3 separate regions of the Sus scrofa genome follow, and all the other regions are linked to region 2. The links are chromatin contacts, called in public HiChIP or PLAC-seq maps. All regions are on one chromosome and are shown on one strand. Each heading gives the region's core, a stretch centred on a gene start, on an enhancer-like site or on the middle of the called end of the contact. The rest is flanking DNA. Distances are from core to core; before and after follow the strand shown.

Region 1 (4,984 bases), core at 1,427-3,926, 430 kb after region 2:
AGAAATATTAAAGAGGATATTTGGAAAGATAATTGTTTCAGTTTTCCCCTTGCATATAATGCTTCAAAAATTACTGCAAATATGTCTCCTATTTGATATCATGTGTGGGCCACTTGGGCATTTAGGTATTAATTACCATTTCACTGTGCAGTTCTTTCTTAGAATACACTGCCTCATCATTGGTGCTGTATGTAAAGGCACTGCTGAGGTTCCGCTGTCCTAATCAGGCCCCTCTTTCAATTTGTTTCACTCCACCTGGCCCTATGAGAATGTAAATTCACAAAATGAAACCTGGCATATCTAACGTGCTATATATCACACTAGATCCTAGTACAGGTTCTACCTCTGTGGATTCCATCTCTGAGTGAATATTAGGTCATTTCTTTATCAATAAGCATCTGTTGAATAAATATGGCCCATTGCCTTAAATTTCCCTACAGAAACATTCTGTGGTGCTTCCTCTGTGATCCACAAGATGAAGCAATTACCCTATAAACTTGTAAAACACAGAAAACCAAAAACCTTGTCTGAGCTCTCACAACAATTACAGAACAAACCACATTAGTTATTTAGCTCTTAATCATAAACTATCTTATGTGTTTTTTCCTCTTTCATGTATATTTATATTATCTCCCCAATAAAACTGCAGCTCATCAAAGGTCAGGATGTTTGTCTTTTATGACTTTATAATCCCCTATGGTGTTTTGTACATGGTAATAATGCAATAATTGCATGCTTATTTATTGAAAACATTGTATCAAGCAAAAGACCCCAGTACCTTTCAACAGGGGTGATGTAATATCTGAGATCTTCTTCCTCTTCCTTCTCTTCCTTTATAAGAATAATCCCAGGCTGAATCACAGAAAGCAATGTCAACTAATTTTTCTAGATGTGCCTTCTACTGGCTTCCTTCCCTCAAATCATAAGTAAGGTTCCTTTGAAACAAGTTCTGCCAGAGACATGATAATGATCAGGCTGTGATTACAATGAGCATGTAGCCCTGGAACCCAGCACTGGTAATTGGCACTTACATGTTCACACCAGGCCCTGCCAAACCACATGTGTTCCAGTCCAAGGAGCTTCCTCTCAAACACAGGGCTGGCCGGCAGGCTGCTCACACAAGGAGATGAATCAAGAGCCCCGAAGGCAAGTTATAAACTCTTTTCTTCTTGGCATAGACTGTAGACTGGCTTGGGTCCAATCAGATTCCACAAACATAGATAGTTATCTAAAGTGAATGCACCCAGACTCTCCTCACTATAAAAGAAGCCATGAATAGATCAAGGTAGATTGGGTGGAAATGGACATTTTACTATTGGGTCAGCGGGTTTAAGCAAAATGCATCCCTGCCACCTTAAATCTGACTTCATGAAGTGGGCAATGGATATCAGAAATCTGGTCCTTTTCCTGATACTTAAGTTAGTTTTGCCTCATTTTGTGCTAGTACGGTATATGGCATACAGCAAGTGCCAAATGTTGAATGAACTTTTTACATCATTAAAAATAGTTAACAAGACTAAAATGCAACCCAAATCTTCCTACCAGGAAAAAAAAAATTCAGCTTTAAGATACAGACAAATGTTTGCTGATGAAAACATTATAACTACATTAATAGCTAATTTAGAACAAGATAATTTTAAAATCAAAATGTCATCATTTTACCATAAGTGAAAACAAGGAAAAAGATTATACTTGACATTCTTCCTTACTGCGTGGGTGGATTCTTGAGTTTTTCATGGGATGTTGTCAATGACATTTTAATACGGTTTGATCATATCATATTATTATACGAAGCAATAATCAGTTTAGTAGATCAAGAACTAATCAACAAAAGGAGGAAATGTCTATGTGGACCTGGTTCTCATCATTCTTTTCCCCTACATGACCCACCAGTGGAAATCCTTTTTTGGTTCTATGAGTTGGTTTATGGATAGGAAAGAAACAGGAAGAAAGGAACAGATATCACATGCAATTGCATCCACTGCGTTATAAAGATTGCTAAATAGCATTAGTTAATAGTATGAATACTATAATTTCCTACAAAACTGCTTGTTGATCTCAGCCCAAATTCTCCCTCCTTAAAGGAGCCTTCTTTCATTGCACTTTCTAAATGCTACTCCCCTACTCATAGCATACTTGCTCCTAGTTCAACCTATTTTGTTATCTCCATAGCACTTATATTTTGAAGTATTTTTTGACTTGTTTATTGTCTGCCATTTTATCCACAATAAGTTCCAAATCAGTAGGAAAATTTTATGCCATATTCACTACATGGTAAGTGTTCGATAAATATTTGCTAAAAAAATTATGAAGGATTTAATATTTTTAGATTATCAAAGTGACCATATGAAAATTGAAAAACAGGTTCTTTATTTCCAAGTATCTCTGTTTGAAATATATTTAAGCATCAGCCTACCCCTGATACACTCTCTGAGCATTGCTACCCTACCCCAAACCAGGGATGGTGTGGGACATGGGAACATGGGAGGTTCAGGGGTAGGGTAAGTTGGAAGGGATACTAATATGTCTTTCACAACATTTTTTTTCTAGTTGGTAACATAAAAGCAGAAGTTTGATGTTTTGTTTTGTAGACCACAGGAAACTACTGATGAACTCAGCTAAGAGACTAAATTCTTCAGACTCCCTGGGGAGAGCTGCCAAGCAGAAGTCATCGTTTGTTTCTTCCAAGAGTGCCTTTTACAGTAGGTTGACTCAGCTGGGAAGGGAACTCTTTCGCCCTTTCCACCTTCCTCCTCTGCATTCTACAGAAAAGACAGCTCTCATGGCTAGAACTCATATATGTAGTGGTAAGTCTAGAAACCACAGAAAGAAGGGTGATGAGAGTGGTCTGGGCCAGTGATGATATCATAGGACCACCATACTAGCCCAAGATTGCTACCACTGAAATGTTTTGAGAGAGAAAATAATTTTTTCTGCCACTGTTATTTTTTTCCCTATCCTATTCAGCCAAATCCATCTTATCATCACATCATTAAAAGAGTTCCCTGGTGGCTCAACAGGTTAAGGATCCAGCATTGTCACTGCTGTGGCTCAGGTCACTGACATGGTGAGAGTCAAATCCTCAACCCAGGAACTTCCATGTGCCAAGTGTGGCCAAAAACAGAAAAGGGTTAAAATTAAATAATTAAAATTATCAATTGAGTCCAATCTGTCATGTTAAAATGGCACTCCATATCTATGTGTTCTATGTCCATGGAGGCAACCACTGCAGAGCAGAAAAAAAAATTCTAGAAAGTTCCAAAAAGCAAAACTCGAATTTTTCATATGCTAGCAACTATTTACATAGCATTTACTTTGTATTAGATATTACAAGTAATCTAGAGATGATTTAAAATATACGGGAGGATATGTGTAGATTATACACAAATATAATTTTACATAAGAAACTTGAGCATTCTCAGGTGTTGGTAGGCAAGCTGGGGTGGAAGGGAGTGGGGTTGTTCTTGGGACCAATTGCTTACAGATTCTGAAGGACAACTATATCTATGTACCGTATACTTTTTCACAAAGTTTTCAATATGCATACCTCATTTGTCATTTTGATTCTTAAAATATACCTCTTAAGTTAGTTAAACATATCCATTTAACAGATGAGAAAATAAAAATATGTAGGTTAAGTCATGTATCCAACGTTCACAATGGGTAAATTAAAAAAACATATCATTTGAATTTTAGCCCAGAGCTGTTTCCAGTACCATATGTTGCCAATTGCTATAATGTGTATCAAAATGTCAGAATTACTACTTAATGTTGCTTAATGATATTTGTAGTATACTTTTTGAGAACAGATAAGTCATCAAATGATTTTTTAAATATTTTTATAAATTATGAGATTTCCACAGGAAAAAATATATACAAAATAAATATTGTAGCCAAAGAACAAGTTTCCTATATTTTAGTTATTGAGAAGGTAAATGTATTCAATGCAATAACATGGCTAATTAACTCAGATGATTGATGTGAGAATGATTAGTGTTCTCTCTGAATTCTGCCAATATATGGTATGACAACCAAATAGTGATCCACCATCACCAGCTATGGTGAAGACTTACCAAAAAGCCATCAAATAGATTGCCATACAATTGATCAAATATATTTAAGAAAATTAGATGGAATAATATTTGGTGTATTGATTTGAATCACCCAATATCAAATTAACTTGCATTAAGACTATAAAGTCCATTTGTTGAGGTTTTTTTCATATTAAAGGAAAAACCTTGCCATAGATAAGCTATAACTATATGTAAAATGAATCTCTCCTTATGCTGTCATGTAACATGCTCAATATTGCATGGATCAATACAGAACTTAAAAAAATGAAATAAGATGACTATTTTAACCTGTGTAGAGCTAGTTTTTTTCTTTTGTTTATTTGTTTGTTTTTGCCATACCCACAGCATAATATGGAAATTCCTACACAGGGATAGGTTCTGAGCCACATCTGTGACCTACACCACAGCTGCAGCAATGCTGGATCTTTAACCCACTGCACCAGGCCGGAGAATGAACCAGTACTGCCACAGAGACAAGCCAGATCATTAACCCACTGCATTACAGCAGGAACTCCCTAGAGCTTTTTTTAAAAGATGAACTTATGTTCTTATTCCTTAGGTAAGCGACCTCACAGAAAAGAAATTCGACTTTTCTGACCAACTCCTGAGAAATTTTTAAACACCTTGGTTACTAACTTAGTCTCTTGACCATGAATTTTGAGAAAAGGTCATTATTTTTTCTGTAGATAAGATAAATGGTAGGCAAAGATGATAGTCAATATCACATCAATTCTTTGCATCAAAGACCATTCTTTTTTTCCTTCAAAAGTAAGAACAAATCCCTCTCTATATGCTTCAGAGTATCATTATTTTAAGATTTTTAGCCCATTTTGAAACATCAACCTAGTTAAGAAAAGGAACAATTACCTTGTAGGGTCTACCTTGTAGGATGAGCACTGAGGGTGTAAATA
Region 2 (4,777 bases), core at 1,830-4,329:
CTAATTTTCCCTTTTATAAATTTTGTTCACTTTTAATGTTTTTAGATACCAGAATGAAGAAATTAGAGATTTTAAGCCAACTGAGGGGTTTAAGGCCAAATGTGTAATGGTAAATGCCTTAAATAGCTGGTTTTGAGTATCTTTAACTAAAGGCCAAAACTTGATGATGAGCTAACAAAGCAGACACTTGTCTCTCTATTTTATAGGGCATGGCTAATGACTCTGGAGTGTCCTCTCTTTATATCCTGCATGTTGTAATGGATTATGTCATCAGAAAATCATCTTTTTCTACAGAGAGAGGTATTAGGCCTTGGATGTTACTCAACCCACAAGCTAATTAAATCCTTATTTTCTGTCTCTTTTCTTCCCTTTCCAAGACTGTATAAATCATTTAAATGTAGTACATACAGATTTTGTAAACCTTATTGTTACAGACGTCATATGACAAAGTGGTTTCTTCTACCCACCTGCCCATATATAGAAAAAGCATTATTTTATACACAGTTTGCAAATTACATTTTACAGTAAAAGAGAAACAGGAGGACAGCATTAAATCTGAGTGAGATCCGCATTTCCTATCAATTGCTTACACAAGACATGCATTTCAGTACTTTTCCAGTATATTTCTGGGTTTTCTCTAGATGAATCTTTTAAAGTGTCATCGTTATCTGTGGATTAAGGACTACTAAAATTAGTACATCAGAAGCCAATGCTGTCATATATCACAGTTGTGATTATAAAACAACTAACATAAGTGATTCTCTTCATGTAAAATTTTTCTTTCAAATAACCTAAGTTATTTTCATGACTATGGGGATTTTTCTTTCCTGTTTTAAAAAAAAGAACACCTGGCACACTGTAGGTGTTTAATAATCTTTCCCCCCATTTTTTAAAGTTTTATTGAAGTATAGTTGATTTACAAGGTTGTGATAATTTTTGCTGTTCAACAAAGTGATTCACTTATATGTGTATACACATCCATTCTCTTTCAGCTTCTTTTCCCCCATAGATTATCAGAAAATATGAGTTAGAGTTCTCTGTGCTGTACATTGGGTCCCTGTTGGCCAATCATTCCATATACCTTAGTCTGCATATGCCAATCCTAAACCCCCAATTCATTCTTCCCGTCACTCCTCTGTAACCTTCTGTAGTGTGAATGAAATTAATGTCCTATTTTTGATCTGGGAATTCATGTTATATGTCTCATATGATGTCACAATTTTAAAGGCATAACTTAAAATTCTGGGGTCTTAGGGAAATTATTTTGTAATTCAAACTGTTACACTTCAGAGTACTTGCAGTAGTGCATGGTAGGGTTGAGAGGGCCTGCCTGTTATGGCATCCCCAACTAGTACTGAGGCTGTATATGGAATTTGGATCTAATCCCAGTCCAAAGTGTTTTGCTCCAGATCAAATGAATATATAAATTTGAATGTGTTCAAATGTACTCATTGGCCTGTTATAAAAAAAAGAACAAATATTTCAAATTCTTAAAGCCATTCTCTTAGTTTTGTTTTTTGAGCAATTTATGGTAGAATACAGCATAAATGTTTCCTTGGACATGTCAAATCTCACTCTATATAATAAGGTACCTGGTGAAATGGATTTATGTATTTATTTATTAATTATCCATTTAGCGCTATATTTGCTATTTTTAGGGGGTGGAGCATGATAGAAGGTGTTGGTCACAGGCAATTTCATTATTGGGAAGTGAAAATGTCAGAGGCCAAACCATCTTGGGTTGGAAACAATCACCAGGATTGACACTTTTATTTATACAAGTGTAGCCAGGCATCCACCACCAACATGAGATGTAAAATAAAACTGAGAAGTCATCTTCCATCTGAATGCAGGTACTGGGCCCTGGTATGTTATGTTTTTAGGTTAGTAATATGAATGGAGGGGAAGGCAATTAGATTATGACTTTAATAGGGAGAAGAAATGATATTCTGAAAAGGAGATTATATTAGATTGTAATGGATAGAAGGTTATTTAAAATGCATTAAGCAATACTTTGGAGAATATACTGTACCACTTTGGGCAAGTTCCTCCACTTAATCTTCTAGTTCTGCAGCTGTATCTATCCATAATAATTAATCAATTTCCTAAATTATTTTTCCAAATCTATTGCCCTAGTAACATCTCCACTTTTTATATGACTTCCCCTGCCCCCACCCCAAACCCCCATTTCTTGTGTTTAATATTTTCCCTGTCTCTTTCAAGATATTTCATATGTCTAGAGTTCCCATCATGGCTCAGTGGTTAATGGCCTCAACTAGTATCCATGAAGACGTGGGTTTGATTAATGCCTTCCTCAGGGGGTTAAGGATCCAGCATTGCAGTGAGCTATGGGATAGGCTGGCAGCTATAGCTCTGACTGGACTCCCAGCCAGGAACCTTTTTAGAGTGGGCGTGGCCCTAAAAAGACAAAAGAAAAATATATTTCATATGTTTACTTTCAAATCTTGTTTTTGGTTGGTTAATTCTGGTTTAGTAAACACTATACATAATTTTTCCGTTAATTATTATGCTCCTAGGATGCTCAGTGTTGCTCTTGCCTTTGAATTCATATTTCCCAGAGCATGCTAGCAACCTTAAATGGTAATGTGTGAGGAGATCCTCTTGATAAGCTTAGTTGGATGGATGGTTGTTGCTGAATTTTCCCCCCAGGAGAGCTTTTTAAGAAGGCTGGGGCTGGGGAGAAGGACAAAGTGGGAAAATTGGAGGAAGAAATGCTCAGAGGTAAACAAATTTTCTTAATTCATGTTGTTAACACTAAACCTCTCAGATCATCCAGAGCTGTGTCCTAAATCATATTCTGCCACCTCCAGTGGGCACTGGCTGGCTCCTGATTTCCCACTCCATGGTGGTGATGGCAAGGGCAATGATCTGCCCAGAGAGGGAAAAGGACACACAGAAATCCTTCTTCACCCCATCCCTGTGTCCTTGAATCTTGAGCATTGTCTGAGTTCTAGTGGAAGAAGCTGGGAAGGTGGGAGATTGCTGGAGACAGGAGAGTGACAGCTGGTGGATGACTCAGAGGTGTGATTGGACCTTGTGTGTACAAGGGACAAGGAAGTGGATATTTGCGCAACACATATCACTACTTCCTGGTCTTTACTATCAGTAAATTGGTTCCTGAAAACACTTCCTCCCCTCTTCCTCTGTTTCATTACTCTTACCTGAACAGCATAATTCATCCTGCATGGGATGAAAAAATAATTCCAGAACCTTTTCCTTGGACCCTTATCTTCATTGTCCTATGGTTCTCAGGAGGTTATAGGATTGCTAGTGGGTCTTTTGTTTAATTTTATGCTGATGAGTAATTCATTTTATCTTTTAGGCAGCTGATGTGGCAGTTGTATCAACAGGCGTTTATTAAAAAAAATACCAAGTATCTGTAAATCCTTTTGGTAAATATTTGTGAAGTTTCAAAATCCTCACGTCTGATCAGTGTAAATCAGTCTGCAAGACAGTCTCCTACGAAAGCCATTTGGAGACATAAAGCACATTCTGGCCATGGGAACTTCCTCCTGGGGGTGAGGGGTAGGGAATTCAGAAGAGCCTTCAGCAAAGATAAATTAGCTTTCACAGAAGGGGGACACTTTCAGACAATGCCACGAAACTTTATTCAGATCAGGAAATAAAAGCCTCACTTTGGGGAGTGGGAAAGTTGGGGGATCAAAAATCTGGTTTACGTCTGGCTAAATAAAAGTCTGGAAGAGAAGTTTGCCCTTGTATTCTCATAGAACAGAGGCAACATTCTATATAAAGTATTATTATGAGGGAGAGAAATTTAAATGGTTATACAAATTCAAATCTATAAATAAAATAATTCTGCTTTAGAATAACTCTAATATCCATGACATTTTCCTGAATTTGAAACAAGGACAAAAATATCCTTCTTTTTCACTCGAGCCCTCCCTAAAACCAGCTGACTGATTAGCTGAAAAAGAAAAGACGGTAGTAGGAAATAAAATCCCAACTGAGCCAACTCCATGGGCTGGGCTCTAGTATAAAATTAGGAAGAGCTTAGTTTTTCTCCTATCATATTTGAAAATTTCATTATCAAATATTCCTTTCTTACTCACATGTAGGAGATAATTTCTATCCATTTTCAGTTTCATTTTTAAGGTAGTAAAATACAGTCTAAATTGAACTTCTTGTTTTCAGTTTAAAGGTTTTCCCTTTCTCTTGGTCCTGACTCAGAACTTTGGGAAAGGAAGTCGTGTTCCCCTTTTGTTTTTTACTTCATATCTTCCTGAATTGCCATCCTTTGCCTCAGGGTTGGATGGGACATGGGAGTAATATATAAAGGCAGAAAAGTCTTATTTACTTAGCTGGTGCTGTTAGAAGATCTTACTTGGCTCTCAAGTGCTCTCTGGCATGGCAGGATTGTGGGCTTTTCAGTGTAGACATTTTGCCCCTCCCTCATCTTGGACACTGCACAGGATCTTACTGTAGGAGATGTTCTCTCTGGCTAACCCATTTCATCTGCTCTCTTTGCCTGTACCCACCACTCCACAGCTTCACTTGAACTGGGGTCAATCAGATGTGGCAAGTAAAATGTCATCTTGGGTAAAATCTCTTTCAAGGTTACCCAACCTCGTGGGCTTCTACAGTCTTCCAGCTCTTGTAAGTCAGGCCATCTGCAAGAAGCTGATCATCCTTTCCACTGGTAGTATCTTGGGCCAGGAGCACACATTTCTACCACTCAGGAAGCATGAGGGCAGCAAGGCTATACATATGAGACCTCAGTAGTCTCCCTTATATACTT
Region 3 (4,673 bases), core at 1,281-3,780, 290 kb after region 2:
ATCACCAAATTGGAAGTAAGTTTGGGTGGAGGGGGAAACTTTCAATTCTCTTGTTTTTAATTCAGAAGAAAGTTCATCTCTCTTTTCGCTTTCAAAAAAATTGTTTCTAATAACTTGGTTTGACACCAGAACCTTTGACTTGGCACTGATCTCATGAGCAGATAAACTGGCTCAGCTTTATGGAGCTGCCATTGTAGTGCAGCGGAAACAAATCTGACTAGTATCCATGAGGATGCAGGTTTTGATCCCTGGCTCAGTGAGCTGGGGATCCGGCATTGTCATGAGCTGTGGTGTGGGTCACAGATGTGGCTCAGACCCTACGTTGCTGTGTCTGTGGTGTAGGTTGGCATTTGTAGCTCTGATTCAACCCCTAGCCTGGAAACATCCATATGCCACAGGTGTGGCCCTAAAAATAAAAAATAAATAAATGAATAAACAAACAAACAAGATCATCTTTACATGTCAATCTCTGCCCCCCATTGTAAATATCCCAGAGGTTGGGACAGGGTTGGGGGGAAATGATGCATTTAAGCAAAGGAGGAGCAGGTTTGAAGTGACTAAAGGTGATAATAGAGGAAACTGCTTAAAGTTTTAAGCAGTTGTATTTTGAAAATTTCAAACACAGGCTCATAGGATAACATAACTGTTTCGTTTTATCCCCCTCCATATTATTTTGAAATAAATTTGAGACAACATATCATTGATATCATTTGTAAGTATTTCAATATGCATCTCTAAGGGCAAAAGGACTTCTTATAGCAAAAAACAATACAATTAGCAGACCTACAAAATTTAACATGAACTAACTTTTGAACACTTTTGAGTCTGAGATGCTTATAAGACATTGAGTTTTGATGATTTGACAAGACATAAGGGCAACTACCTTCGTTCAGATTGTCCTTTACTCCAATCTTTGTGCAGAGAGAGAAACAACTTCCTCTAACTATACTTTTTTAATAATAATTGTGGATTTTTTATTTATACACTCCCCCATAATAGATCTACATCTACTTTTAAGCATAAGTCTAATGTCCTAAGTGTTTGTATCCCTAGCTACTAGCATGGTCTCTGGTATATTGTACCTTCTCAACTACCATTTATTGAGACAGTGAATCGAATATAGGAGATAAAGGAGCTGAGTGTCATCAGTATGTGGGAGATGCCAAGGATTAGGAAATAAGTGCTATCACCCAGGAGTCAGAAAGGAAGCAAATAATAGATTATTAGGGACGACATTTGCAAAAAGGCTGTATACACTATGAGTTTAAAGAACATGGAGATTGGTGAGGACTGAAGAATCAGAAAATCTCTCCCTTTGTGAATAGGATGAGACTTGGACTGGGCCTTGAAGGATAGAACTTAGGTAGGTGGTGATCCTTCATCTGAAGTAAATGGTATGGGTGATTACATGGAGCTTGACAGGTACAAAGGATCACCTCACAGGAAGGAGGGGACTGGTAGGAGATGAGGTCCCCTAGGTAGGGGAGACTACAATATTTGATTCACTGTTTCAATAAATGGTAGTTGAGAAGGAACAATACACCAGAGACCATGCTAGTAGCTATGGATGCAAACACTTAGGACATTAGACTTATGCTTAAAAGTAGATTTAGATCTTTTATGGGGGAGTGTATAAATAAAAAATCCACAATTATTATAAATCATTCAATAATCATTTATTGAACATATTTTAGGGGTCAGGCACTATGATACATGTTGTGAATATGACGATAAATAAGCCATGGTCCACAAGAAGCCACTGAGCCTCCTCAATGAGTTTTGAATGGGAGGCTGACATGAGAAAAAGTATAGTTAGAGGAAGTTGTTTCTCTCTGCACAAAGATTGGAGTAAACGACGATCTAAACCAAGAGAACAAAGTGATAAATCTTGAAATTAGGGAGAATCAATAGGAATAAAGATAAAGGGCTTATAGAAGAGATATATCCTGTGGAAAAAAATAGTAGGAGAAACTGAATAACTGATGTCTAGAAGTGTCAGATATTGTGTACTGGTGTGTGTGTGTGTGTGTGTGTGTGTGTGTGTGTGTATTTATGTGTGTGTGTATGCATGTGCTCATGATTCAGGTGTAACCATATCAGTTCTCTTTGTCGGCATCTGAAAATGCCCTCTGGTATTAACAATGAGCTGTGTAGACATCACCTTTCCTTGATGCTAAGAAAAATTTAGTTTAAATGCAGCAACATCCTGAAACCCTTTTCTGGGGACATCAGGTTATTTCTTTGGAGAAGGGAATTTCCCCACTGCTGATACTCTGATGTGTTGCCTATCAGTTCCCTTCAAATGTGAGTATTGTCTTAATGAAGAAAGCACGGTATTTATTTATGTATTTATTTGGATAGTGATATTAAGGCCCACTTGGAGCATTCACTGTGATTCTTAAGTGATTGACCAAAGTGCACTCTTACGTTTCCTGTGCTCTTCCCTTGGAGTAAGTAAACACCACACAGAGAAAAAAACAATCAGTAAATTATTTCCAAGGATTGGAAACAAATCCTCAGATGATTCACTGATGATTCAGATTTCTTTGTATTGCTTCGACTCTACTTGTTGCCAAGGGAACTTGGGGCCTACTTCCTACCACACTTTGGCTATAAAAAGTACCAGCAAAAGCCACAGGAGAGTAACTTCTCTGCTCTTTCATTAGAAATGGATAAAGGCCTACATGTCAGTCACACAGAGAGACTTAGGTTTTATCTGTGAGGATGATATCCATGAGACACTGAGATGCCATGTTATCCTATTTATCTATCAACTGCTTCTCTTCCACTGCTCTCCTCATGCAGGACATTTCCTATAAAGAACCCAAGATCTGAACAGAAATTGTCTATTTTTCCATAAAATCAGGACTCATGTGCTTTTGCACTAATAGCCATGGACTGTGAAATCTGTGTGGACCCCAGCCAGAATTTGAACATGGAGTTGTGCTGGTGCCCTGCCTGATCCTCTGAGTCATTATGGCAAGAGAGGGATATGAGACAGAGAGAGGGAGATGGGTTAATGACCACAAATGGGCCTGCGAACCTTCACTCCTGTCACCATGGTGATCATCTTTATATTAAGCAACATAAAAATGTCAATTGTCAAATATTCATAAGAGGAGTTTCCTGGCAGTGTAGCAGTTAAGGAGTTGGCATTGTCACTGCTGTGTCTCAGGTTGCTGCTGTGGTGAGGATTCAATCCTTGTCCTGGGAAATTCTGCATGCATAGGCATGGGCAAAAAAAAATTCATAAGAGAAAACCACTCATGGATGGATATTTTCCATTGCATATATAACCTACATTTTTTTCTTCTTAATATAACTTGAGTTAAATTCTTATTTGGAAATAGGGAATGAAGGCTGACTCTGTGAATAGTTGTCAGGCAGACAGATATAGGGCAGAAGTGAAGAGCACAGACAAGCACGGTCTATGCTTTCAAAGGGCAGGATCTTCCCTCCACTAAGAAGTCCTGGGAGGACAAGACAGTTGAAAGCATTCTGGAAATAATTTTTCTTTTCATTTGGCTTTGACACTTACTAGAAAATGTATAAAGAAAGGAAGTTTCCTGTTTTAACATGGCACATTTTCTCTTTATGTTTTCATAACAGTAAGAAAGAAACTACCAGCTATTCTTTTTCTTTTCTTTTTTGCTTTTTAGGGCTGCACCTGCAGCATATGGAAGGTCCCAGGTTAGGGGTCAAATATAAGCTGCAGCTGCCAGCCTACTCCACAGCAACAGCAATGCAGTATCCAAGCCATATCTGTGAACTACACCAAAGCTCAAGGCAACTCTGGATCCTTAACGTACCAAGTGAGGCCAGGGATCGAATCCGCATCCTCAGGGATACTAGTCGTGTTCCTAACCCCTGAGCCACAATGGGAATTCCAACTACCAGCTATTCTTACATGAGCCCCACATAAGAAGTATGAAATGCCTAAGACTTGCTTTTGCTTAAACTTATGTAATATTGAGCCCTTCAGATATTGGAAGGGGCAAGAAGATTGAATATGAGGTTATAAATTTAAATGTATTAAATGGGTATGACTATTATTTGTAATACATAGTTTATTTTTTATCAGATGCAAACATGGTCATATTATCTCTTCCCACCTTAAAATCTATCATAAGTTTTCTATTTCTTATTTTTTTCTTTTTTCCTTTTTTTTTTCTTGCTATTTCTTGGGCCACTCCTGTGGCATATGGAGGTTCCCAGGCTAGGGGTCCAATTGGAGCTGTAGCCACCGGCCTATGCCAGAGCCACAGCAACGCGGGATCCGAGCTGCGTCTGCAACCTACACCACAGCTCATGGCAATGCCGGATCATCAACCCATTGAGCAAGGGCAGGGATCGAACCCGCAACCTCATGGTTCCTAGTCGGATTCGTTAACCACTGCGCCACGACAGGAACTCCAAGTTTCCTATTTCTTAGAGAACAAAGTCCCATGGCAAAATCCTTTACAGCCTCATCTCACACTCCTTTGTACTTGAACAACACAGAGCTACTTATAGGTCCAAATTCCTATGATTGTTCCATGCCTCTGTGACTTGGCACATGGGCCTTGATAAGCCTGGAGGAGCTTTGCTCTCTTCCTCTGAGATTGGTTCCTATTTATTCTCAACTCTTAATTCAAAACTATCACCTGCTCTGCTGAATCTTTCCTAACTCAACT

What was found. HiChIP or PLAC-seq counts read pairs in DNA pulled down with a chosen protein or histone mark.
Region 1: an H3K27ac HiChIP or PLAC-seq map of alveolar macrophages shows a contact between it and region 2. The contact joins two enhancer-like sites. A contact is called at or near these places in 1 of 47 Hi-C or Micro-C datasets (embryonic fibroblasts) and 1 of 2 datasets of contacts at active chromatin or transcription factors (alveolar macrophages).
Region 3: an H3K27ac HiChIP or PLAC-seq map of alveolar macrophages shows a contact between it and region 2. The contact joins two enhancer-like sites. A contact is called at or near these places in 2 of 47 Hi-C or Micro-C datasets (embryonic fibroblasts and fetal heart ventricle) and 1 of 2 datasets of contacts at active chromatin or transcription factors (alveolar macrophages).

The regions. Positions count from the first base shown.
Region 1 is chr9:86,320,018-86,325,001 of Sscrofa11.1, reverse strand. No RefSeq gene overlaps it. Among named protein-coding and RNA genes, the nearest start is that of AHR, 190 kb to the left of the region's middle. Within about 2 kb of position 2,676, at least 9 of the 83 cell types and tissues checked have an H3K27ac peak or open chromatin away from gene starts, as enhancers often do. A contact at or near this core is called in alveolar macrophages, where this site is marked.
Region 2 is chr9:86,748,938-86,753,714 of Sscrofa11.1, reverse strand. All of the region lies in intron 2 of LOC110255481 (a long non-coding RNA gene), which reads left to right. Among named protein-coding and RNA genes, the nearest start is that of AHR, 240 kb to the right of the region's middle. Within about 2 kb of position 3,079, at least 11 of the 83 cell types and tissues checked have an H3K27ac peak or open chromatin away from gene starts, as enhancers often do. A contact at or near this core is called in alveolar macrophages, where this site is marked.
Region 3 is chr9:86,456,393-86,461,065 of Sscrofa11.1, reverse strand. No RefSeq gene overlaps it. Among named protein-coding and RNA genes, the nearest start is that of AHR, 53 kb to the left of the region's middle. Within about 2 kb of position 2,530, at least 16 of the 83 cell types and tissues checked have an H3K27ac peak or open chromatin away from gene starts, as enhancers often do. A contact at or near this core is called in alveolar macrophages, where this site is marked.